Regions from separate parts of the Sus scrofa genome. Here region 2 is linked to region 1. Evidence: chromatin contacts called from public HiChIP or PLAC-seq data. All regions are on one chromosome and are shown on one strand. The core of a region is the stretch at or near the end of the contact, and the rest is flanking DNA. Distances in the headings are between cores, read along the strand shown. Region 1 overlaps FAM13A (protein FAM13A). Region 2 overlaps FAM13A (protein FAM13A).

Region 1 (4,021 bases), core at 622-3,121:
GAAATCACTTCATTGATTTTTTTTTCATGATTATAAAAATAGCACATGATCAGTGGAAATTATTTAAGTAAATTTTAACAAAAAAAATTAAAACCATCATACATATGATAGAATAAAGGGTTCCAATGTGTAAAATTTTGTTTTCCTTACTAAGGTAATTCCAAAATGCCCATAATTGTTTTGCCAGTGAAAAGAAAAACTCCTTTAATCCAAAATACGTTGTGAAAATTTTTTATCATTTATCTACCAGAAAAGTGATTACATTAATTTTAGAGCCCCTTTCCAAATTTTTAACTTTTCTTTTGAGTAGAACTTCTCTTTACTAGATGTCTATAATATTCCTATCTGGCCACTATGATATTTAGAGAGCGGCTTTTTTTCCAGCTCTAAGACAAAATGTTTTCCAAACTTTCTGGAGTCCAATTTAGGCAAGATTTAAAAGAATTTTGGTCTCTGGTTTTAATTGCAGGTTATAATTGTGGCTTTATTTTTAAAGGCAAATCAAGTGAAGTATTGAGTAATTACTTAGTGTCTCATTTGTAGTAAGAGACTACAGTTTATTTCTACAAGAAATAAAAACACCTGTTTAAAACTTATTCCACCTTCATTTTTTTTCTGGAAAATTATTTTAATTATTATGCTTTCCTTTCCAAATTCAAGCAACTTTTGTACCTTTTTCACTGAAATATTTGTGTATACAACTTACAGACAACTAATTCAAATTTTTATTAGAAATCGTGTTTACTATGAATTAATAAAAATTCAGTGTCGAAATATACTCGCCAGGAGTTCCCATTGTGGCTCAGCTGTAACAAACCTGACTGTCGTCCATGAGGTCACAGATTCAATCCCTGGCCTCACTCAGTGGGTCAGGGTCATTCCTGTGAGCTGTTGTGTAGGTCACAGATGCGGTTCAGATCCTGGCCTGCTGTGACTGTGGTGTAGGCCAGCAGCTGCAGCTCTGATTTGACCTCTAGCCTGGGAACTTCCATATTCCACTGGTGCAGCCCTAAAAAAGCAACAACAACAACAAAATACTCACCAAACAAATGCACTGAAAAAAACGTAGGATTCGAGGGACATTTTTAGATAATATTTGCTCATTAACTCCATTTATATTGGCCTAACTACTTTGAGGTGAGAATACCTTAGAGGACTCACTAGGTAAATGAAAGACCATCCTGCAACCTCTTGTAAAAATTCTTTGAAGGGATTCTATTATTCTCATGAAATCAACCCCATTTGGAATATTTCAGGCATATAGAGAATTAATAATTAATGTGCATTGATTATCCTTTTTCCATTTCACTGTATGGTTCATGACCAAGCTAATTCACTATAGAAATTACTTCACTGGTTAATCCTTAGTTTGTAACTTTAGCTTCTTTGTGGTCTTACAGGAGCAAGTTTAAGTTTACATGAGCAAACTAAGCTTTGCGTAGCTCTGCTTAGTTTAGAGGTGATTAAAGTCCTTGTAATTTCAAATCCCCAGAAATGAGGCAGAGCATGTGAGCGGCAAGAGATTATAAGGCCCTAACTCTTTCACTAAGTTTTTGTATCTTAAGATCTTTTTTTCCATCGATTGATCTTTGAAAGCTGAAGCTGAGAACACCTTCGAAATATAATTGGTGTAACAAACAAGCAAACAAAAATATGGTTGGTGTGTCCTTTCTCGAGTGACTTAGTGAGCTATGTCAATGATGTGTATCCTTGGTACTCATGTTACTTCGTTTGGCCTCCATAGCTGTCTTTCTCAGACCTCTCTAGTTGCAGCTGTGTGTGCCTTGGACAGCTCAGTATTTCTGATCCCTATATGGGGGGACATGTAAAATGGTAATCCAGAAATGGCATGTGTCCTTTGGCTCTGGAGATGTCTCTCCAGTCCATGCCATCTGTCCCCATCTGTGTTCCCTCTGCTAGCTGCTGTCTCTACTCTTAGGCAATGGGGAGGATTGTATTTCTCTCCCTTATAAAGGAAAGCTACTTCTTGACCTGGGTCCAGGCTGGGGTGGGAGGAGATACCTCCAGTACACAGTGCCATGACACTTCCTGGATGAGCAATGATCACCAGCCCTGCTAGCTCAGCGACATGCTCATATAACCATTTCATGCCCAGTACTGTGCTGGCTACATATGCCAACAAATCACTGAGACAGATGATACAGAAGGAGCATCAAGGAAACTATTTAAAAGAGATGCAGAACATAGACACAGTTCCTTATGACCTAGTATATCATGATCAGAGAAGAGGAGACTAAGTCTCTTTCTACCTAACACAAGTGCCGATGGCTCTCAATAACCCATATTCACTGGTCCCAGTGTAAGCCCTACAGAGGATTCAGGAACTGAAGGCAGAAAACTACCTTCTCTCCCCTCTTGGCGTATGATCTAGACTTCCTACTGCACTTGCTGTGTTCTTGACCATGATAAAAACAACTAAAGGTCAGGTCTTTGTTTAAAGATGTAAGTCAGATTTCATTCAGTGCTATGATGAAGGTAGCAAACAAAGGATAATCTCTTTCCCTTCCTGACTTTATCAGTGGATAAAATTGCCCTAATAAAAATTAAAGTTATAAGCACGTAATAGTTTTACTTAGTCATTGGATTCTCCAAATGCTTTTACAAACATTTCCTTTAGCAGACCAAGTCATATTAACTATAAAATGTGTGATAAAGGTAATGCAGTTATCAAGTAAACAGTTATGTCATAGCAGCAAATGTTAAATTATTTTTCTTTTCAGGGGTTAATGATTTTAGGGACCTGGCATCATTTATGAAGGAGATTTTCTTCTATGAGACAAATTGTCACAGTTGACTTTTCTTAAATGGTGCTTAACATGCTGATGTCTATTATCAAAGTAAACTAGAAACAGGAGTTCCCGTTGTGGTGCACGGGAAACAAATCCAACTAGTACCCATGAGGATGCAGGTTCCATCCCGGGCCTCCCTCAGTGGGTCGGGGATCTGGCATTGCCGTGAATTGTGGTGTGGGTCACAGATGCGGCTCAGATCCTGTGTTGCTGTGGCTGTGGTGTAAGCTGGCAGCTGTAGCTCCAATTTAGCCTCTAGCCCGGGAATTTCCATATGTCATGGGCGCAGCCCTAAAAGGCAAAAATAGGCAAACAAACAAACTAGAAACAAATGATGTAGGGTTTTGAGAAATTTTAGTAAGAACATCATTTATTTTCAATATGCAAATTAAGAGTAATAAGCATTCAATTTTACCAAGATTCCAAATTATTTTAAAATCACTATTAATGGATGTGAATATATTTTATGGGACTTTAATTCATGTGTGTACACGTGCTTTTAGTATTCTGCTTTTTCCAGCTAGCATTGTTTCACCCCATGCTTCTGCACATCAGCTTAGTTTGCATGCTGCTTCTTTTACTAAACTAATGGTAGTAGTGGCAGAATAGTGATGGTGATGATAGCTAGTATTGATCAAGTGCCAGACTCCACACTAACTACTATGTTTCTTGTTATCTCATGATCCTAACATCTCATATGTAGTCATACCATATTTAGCTATTTTGAATATATGGAACTGCTTCTAATTATCATGACTGTAACAAGCTCTATTAGGTAAGTGTTAATGCAGAGTAGCTTTGCATTATTCAACAGTGTTATTTCTTAGGCTTTATTACCTATAGTAGAATTAACAGATATGAATTGTGGAATGACTAATGCTCCCCAACATACCATCTCTCCTCCCTATTTTGAAATTGCTTATAATTTCTATTCATGTTATTTTAGGCTGACCTTATGCCTGTATCTATACACAGCATATGTTATAGTTTTGCAGGTTTGACAAGTTTGTATTAAAAAGTATATAGTGTATCACCTTCTGCAACTTCGTTTTCTTCTGTTCAGTGTGCTCTTTCAGTGTTCACTTTCAGTAAGACTATAGTACAGTTTATTCGGTATTCTAGCTTTTTCTGATATTTAGGTTGTGGCCAATATTTAGATAATTTCCAAGATTTTGCTATTACAGACCAATTTTAAGTGAATGATTTTCACA
Region 2 (4,021 bases), core at 386-2,885, 66 kb after region 1:
CGGCCTACGCCAGAGCCACAGCCACGCGGGATCCGAGCCGCGTCTGCAACCTACACCACAGCTCACGGCAACGCCGGATCCTTAACCCACTGAGCAAGGGCAGGGACCGAACCCGCAACCTCATGGTTCCTAGTCGGATTCGTTAACCACTGCGCCATGACGGGAACTCCTGCTAGGTCCTTTTTTTGATTTTTTGTTGTTAATTTTTTTGTTACCGTGTGGTTGATTTACAATGATGTGCCAATTTCTGCTGTGCAGCAAAATAACCCGATCACACGTATATGACAATATATACACACCACTATATATACACACATTCCTCTTCTTATAGTAACTTCCATCATGGTCTAGCCCAAGAGATTGGATGGGTCCTTTATTATTGAACTCATATATCTGTGTTAGCCATATAGTATTGATGTGTCCACCAAATTAGACAAAATATTGTTCTGTCATTTGAGTTTTAACCATTTCTAAAAATGTTTGTTATGAAATATTTTAAAAACTCATGTAGAATAGAGTAAGCAGTATGCCTTGTAGCAGAGTTCTGGGGCAGACTTGAGAAATTCTGAATCCCATTTCTATTCTGCCACTAACTTCCCATATGAATTTGAACAAATTACCTAATTTTCTAGTATCAAGTTTACTCATCAATAAAATATTGTGATAAATAATAGTGATTTCCTAACTCAAGAAGTTAACTGAAGTATTAAGCAAGATATAAAGATACATTTTTGAAAGATAAAACCTTAAGCAAATACAGAGAACGGATTTATTATTATTGGAGTTTCTAAATGTCGAATCAAAACAGACTCTGAGGACAACTTTGATTGAAGTAAATTCTGGACTTAAGTCAACTTCCGTTGTTTTAAAAGGCTGATTTTAGTTATTGATATGCTATCACGAGGTCTGAACCTACATTTCAGGGTGACTAATCCATTTCATAAATGTGATAGAGGATTTAGTCAGACAATGAAATGTTTTTACTAGCAGATATAGCAACAGAAAGTAGACGCTTGCAATGGGCTTTGTGTTCTAAATTCAGAATGATGACTGGTCTGTAAAAAAAAAAATCTGGGAAAAAGTACAGAGAAGAGGACACCGTTTTGGTCGTCTTGCACCCCCCCCAACCCCGTTTCTGAACATCTTGGTCTTGGCTCTCTGCCCTTTCTTCTGCCAACCGTAATGCTCTGGGCTTTGTTGTAGCTCCCGGCAAGTCCTGGGCTATGAAAGAACTCTTATTAAAATATATTTCTCCTATTCTGTTCATCTACAGATTAACAATGATGTTCCCAAAATAAAGCGTGGTGTTCCTCGCTGAGGAGGCCCCTAAGGGGAAGCTTAGTTAACAGGCCTGTGGCAGACCTTAGGAGACACTGATTTATTGTTACCTTAAAAAAAAAAATCGATAAATTAAATGAAGAACCAACCAACCAAAAAAAAAAAAAAAAGTGCTGTGGGTGTTCTTAGAGGAAAATTACTCTACAAACACATTCAAGTTTATAGGGATGAAATGCCAAAATTGTACGTCGAAATAGCTTCCGTGGGAGTGGCTTCTTGGATCCCTTGAGACCATGGGCAGTCTTGGGACGTGTTTTCTCCCCAGAAATGAGAGCTGCTACGTGCCTTGGGAGATGTCACCAGTGACTAGTAACCCCCACAATGTAAACAAACATCAGCAGGAAATAAATATGGGTAGGGCAGGGTTCTAGAAGCATGCCTTCCTTCTAGAAAAGTATCACGCCTTCCCATGCTAGTGGGTTGTTTGATTTTTTTTTTTTTTTAATTTTTCTTTTTTTCAGGACGTAAGGGGGCCGGGTAACTTGCCTTCTGTCACAGAAACCTTTAGTTTCAGAGGCAGAGTCTCTCCCGGACAAATGGATTTCCTTGTTGGCTGTCTCAGTAATGTTAGGAAGTCAAGGGACTCTGTGCTCTTGCTGCAGTTATTGGTTGCTTTCTCCGGACGGACAGGCTTGTCTGGGGACCAGCTCGGCAGAGAGTTTCGAGTTACCAGATTTAGGCAAGCCTCCCGAGGAGCCGGAGGAGGAGCGGCAGCCCAGCCGCAGAGGCCAAAGCAGCAGCGCCTTTAAGCCCTGCAAGCAGCTGCGGCTCTGATTGGCTGGCTGGTTCAGCTGCTTCCCTGGAACAAAGGTCAAAGTGGACTGCGGTGTTAAAGTCAAGAGGCTGCGATCGAATCGCACTGCTCAAGTTTGCAGGCTGAGAGCCGCAGGACGCTGGCTGACGGCAGCCCAAGTTGCTTCCCCCCCCCGCGGCGGTGGCGGTGGCAGCGGCAGCGGTGAGGTGCCGCCTCACGCCCCAAGCCCAGCTCAGCCACGGTGAGCCGCCGAGCAGCCGCTCACCCGTCCAGACCAACTTTGGCGCGGAAGAGACAGTTGTGAGAGTCCCTTGCAAACTGCCAGACAAGGATGGCTTGCGAAATCATGCCTCTGCAAAGGTAGTATTCTTTCCTCTTCGGGTCTTTTTTTCTGGTCTGTGTTTTCTGCGTGGTATAAAACCATGTTAACTTGGCCACCACTTGGCATCTTTCGGTAATAGGCTGCAAGCTGTGTCGGGTCCGTTGGACAAAATGTTCTTTCCTAAGACCACAGAAATGCAAATATTCTCTTGCCTCTTTTACTGATATTTATGCCCACCGTCTTATCTTTTATGCTTCGTCTGGTCAGTTGTTTCCTTCCTCGAAAGAAAGTCAATGTAAGAAAGTAGCCTTGACACTTGAAGAAATGCAGAAACTGAAGACGGCATTGAGCAGGTTTAAAATAAAGCTGAATCAGCTTCCTAGCAATTTTGGGGAAGCTGTGGCAAGGATGTCCATAGGCTAGAAGCCTTTTCAAAATGCATCTTAGGAGCCCTATCTTCTGGAGTTCAGATCTAGGCAAGGACTTTCTATCAATAAGTACTTTATAGTACATGGACATAAACGTTAAGGATATTATTTCTCCATGAATAATTCCAGATAGGTTTATTACACAAATGACACCCTAAAAAAAAAAAAAGCAGATCTGTAAGAATGATTGAGCGCAAGGCTCTGTTTTGTTCGTTAATGATTATAATGTGGATTGCAGAGGGTGGCTGGAGGAGTTTTACCAAGGCAGAAAAAAGGTAAATTTAAGCAAAGGGCTTGTTAAAAAGAACACTGCTTGCTGGTGAACGAATACGTGAATAAGATATCCAGGAATGTTGAAGCTGGAAGTCACCTCGTGGTGACCGAGTCCAGCCCTCCAGTTTCACGGCAGGAAAACTGAGGCTTGGAAGAAATCCGAGTTGCCCAAGGTCACGTTTTAGGATTTTTAAAATCACTTTTGCCAATGTGATTATCCTGTTTTAACTGCGGCTGCTCTTCGTGCAGTGGCATTTGATCCCATATAAATGCTTCCTTTAAGGAAACTATATAGAGGGTTTTAGTCGTAAAAGTGATTATGAAAGTCAAATAATAAAAAATATGGTTTATCTATAAGATTGGAAAAACCTAGATAAAAGTGAGTTTTAAAAACCATGTCACCAGTATTTTCCCGGATGTTCATGTTTTAACAGCCAAAGTAAGGTAAACAAAAATGTACTGTTTGTTTGCAAATAGTTCCTGCAGGCGTGCCCTGCAAGATAAAACAGTGTGGTTATTTTTCTTGCCCTGTAATGACAAGTGCACTGTAATGAGAACTTGACGGAGGTGTCCTCAGGATTCCTTTTCTAAAATTGACACCCCAGTGGAGCAGAAAGTGAATTATGGATAAATCGGAAGTTTTTCTCTATTAATTTGGTGGCAAAATCCACATGCTGGAAACTTGCAAGGGACTAGAAACTAATGTACACTTTTTGGAACTTTGACTTGGTTTCCAACTTTAACGTTGGGGACTTTTTTTCTGATGATGTCAGTTTTCAAGTGTCTTAAGCAAGCCTTTTCTAGATAAGTGTATTAGCTGTATTACTGAACTCTGTAATAAGCTTGCTCAATGACATAATAGCTGTTAAGAAGAAAATGGATTTTTATTCGGCTAAATATTGTTTA

The links. HiChIP or PLAC-seq counts read pairs in DNA pulled down with a chosen protein or histone mark.
Region 2: a contact with region 1 is called in an H3K27ac HiChIP or PLAC-seq map of skeletal muscle. The contact joins two enhancer-like sites. A contact is called at or near these places in 5 of 47 Hi-C or Micro-C datasets (liver, psoas muscle and skeletal muscle) and 1 of 2 datasets of contacts at active chromatin or transcription factors (skeletal muscle).

The regions. Positions count from the first base shown.
Region 1 is chr8:130,153,265-130,157,285 of Sscrofa11.1, forward strand. The region is part of intron 7 of FAM13A (protein FAM13A); the gene reads left to right. Among named protein-coding and RNA genes, the nearest start is that of FAM13A, 130 kb to the left of the region's middle. Within about 2 kb of position 1,872, at least 4 of the 83 cell types and tissues checked have an H3K27ac peak or open chromatin away from gene starts, as enhancers often do. A contact at or near this core is called in skeletal muscle, where this site is marked.
Region 2 is chr8:130,219,581-130,223,601 of Sscrofa11.1, forward strand. The region is part of intron 8 of FAM13A (protein FAM13A); the gene reads left to right. Among named protein-coding and RNA genes, the nearest start is that of NAP1L5, 140 kb to the right of the region's middle. Within about 2 kb of position 1,636, at least 67 of the 83 cell types and tissues checked have an H3K27ac peak or open chromatin away from gene starts, as enhancers often do. A contact at or near this core is called in skeletal muscle, where this site is marked.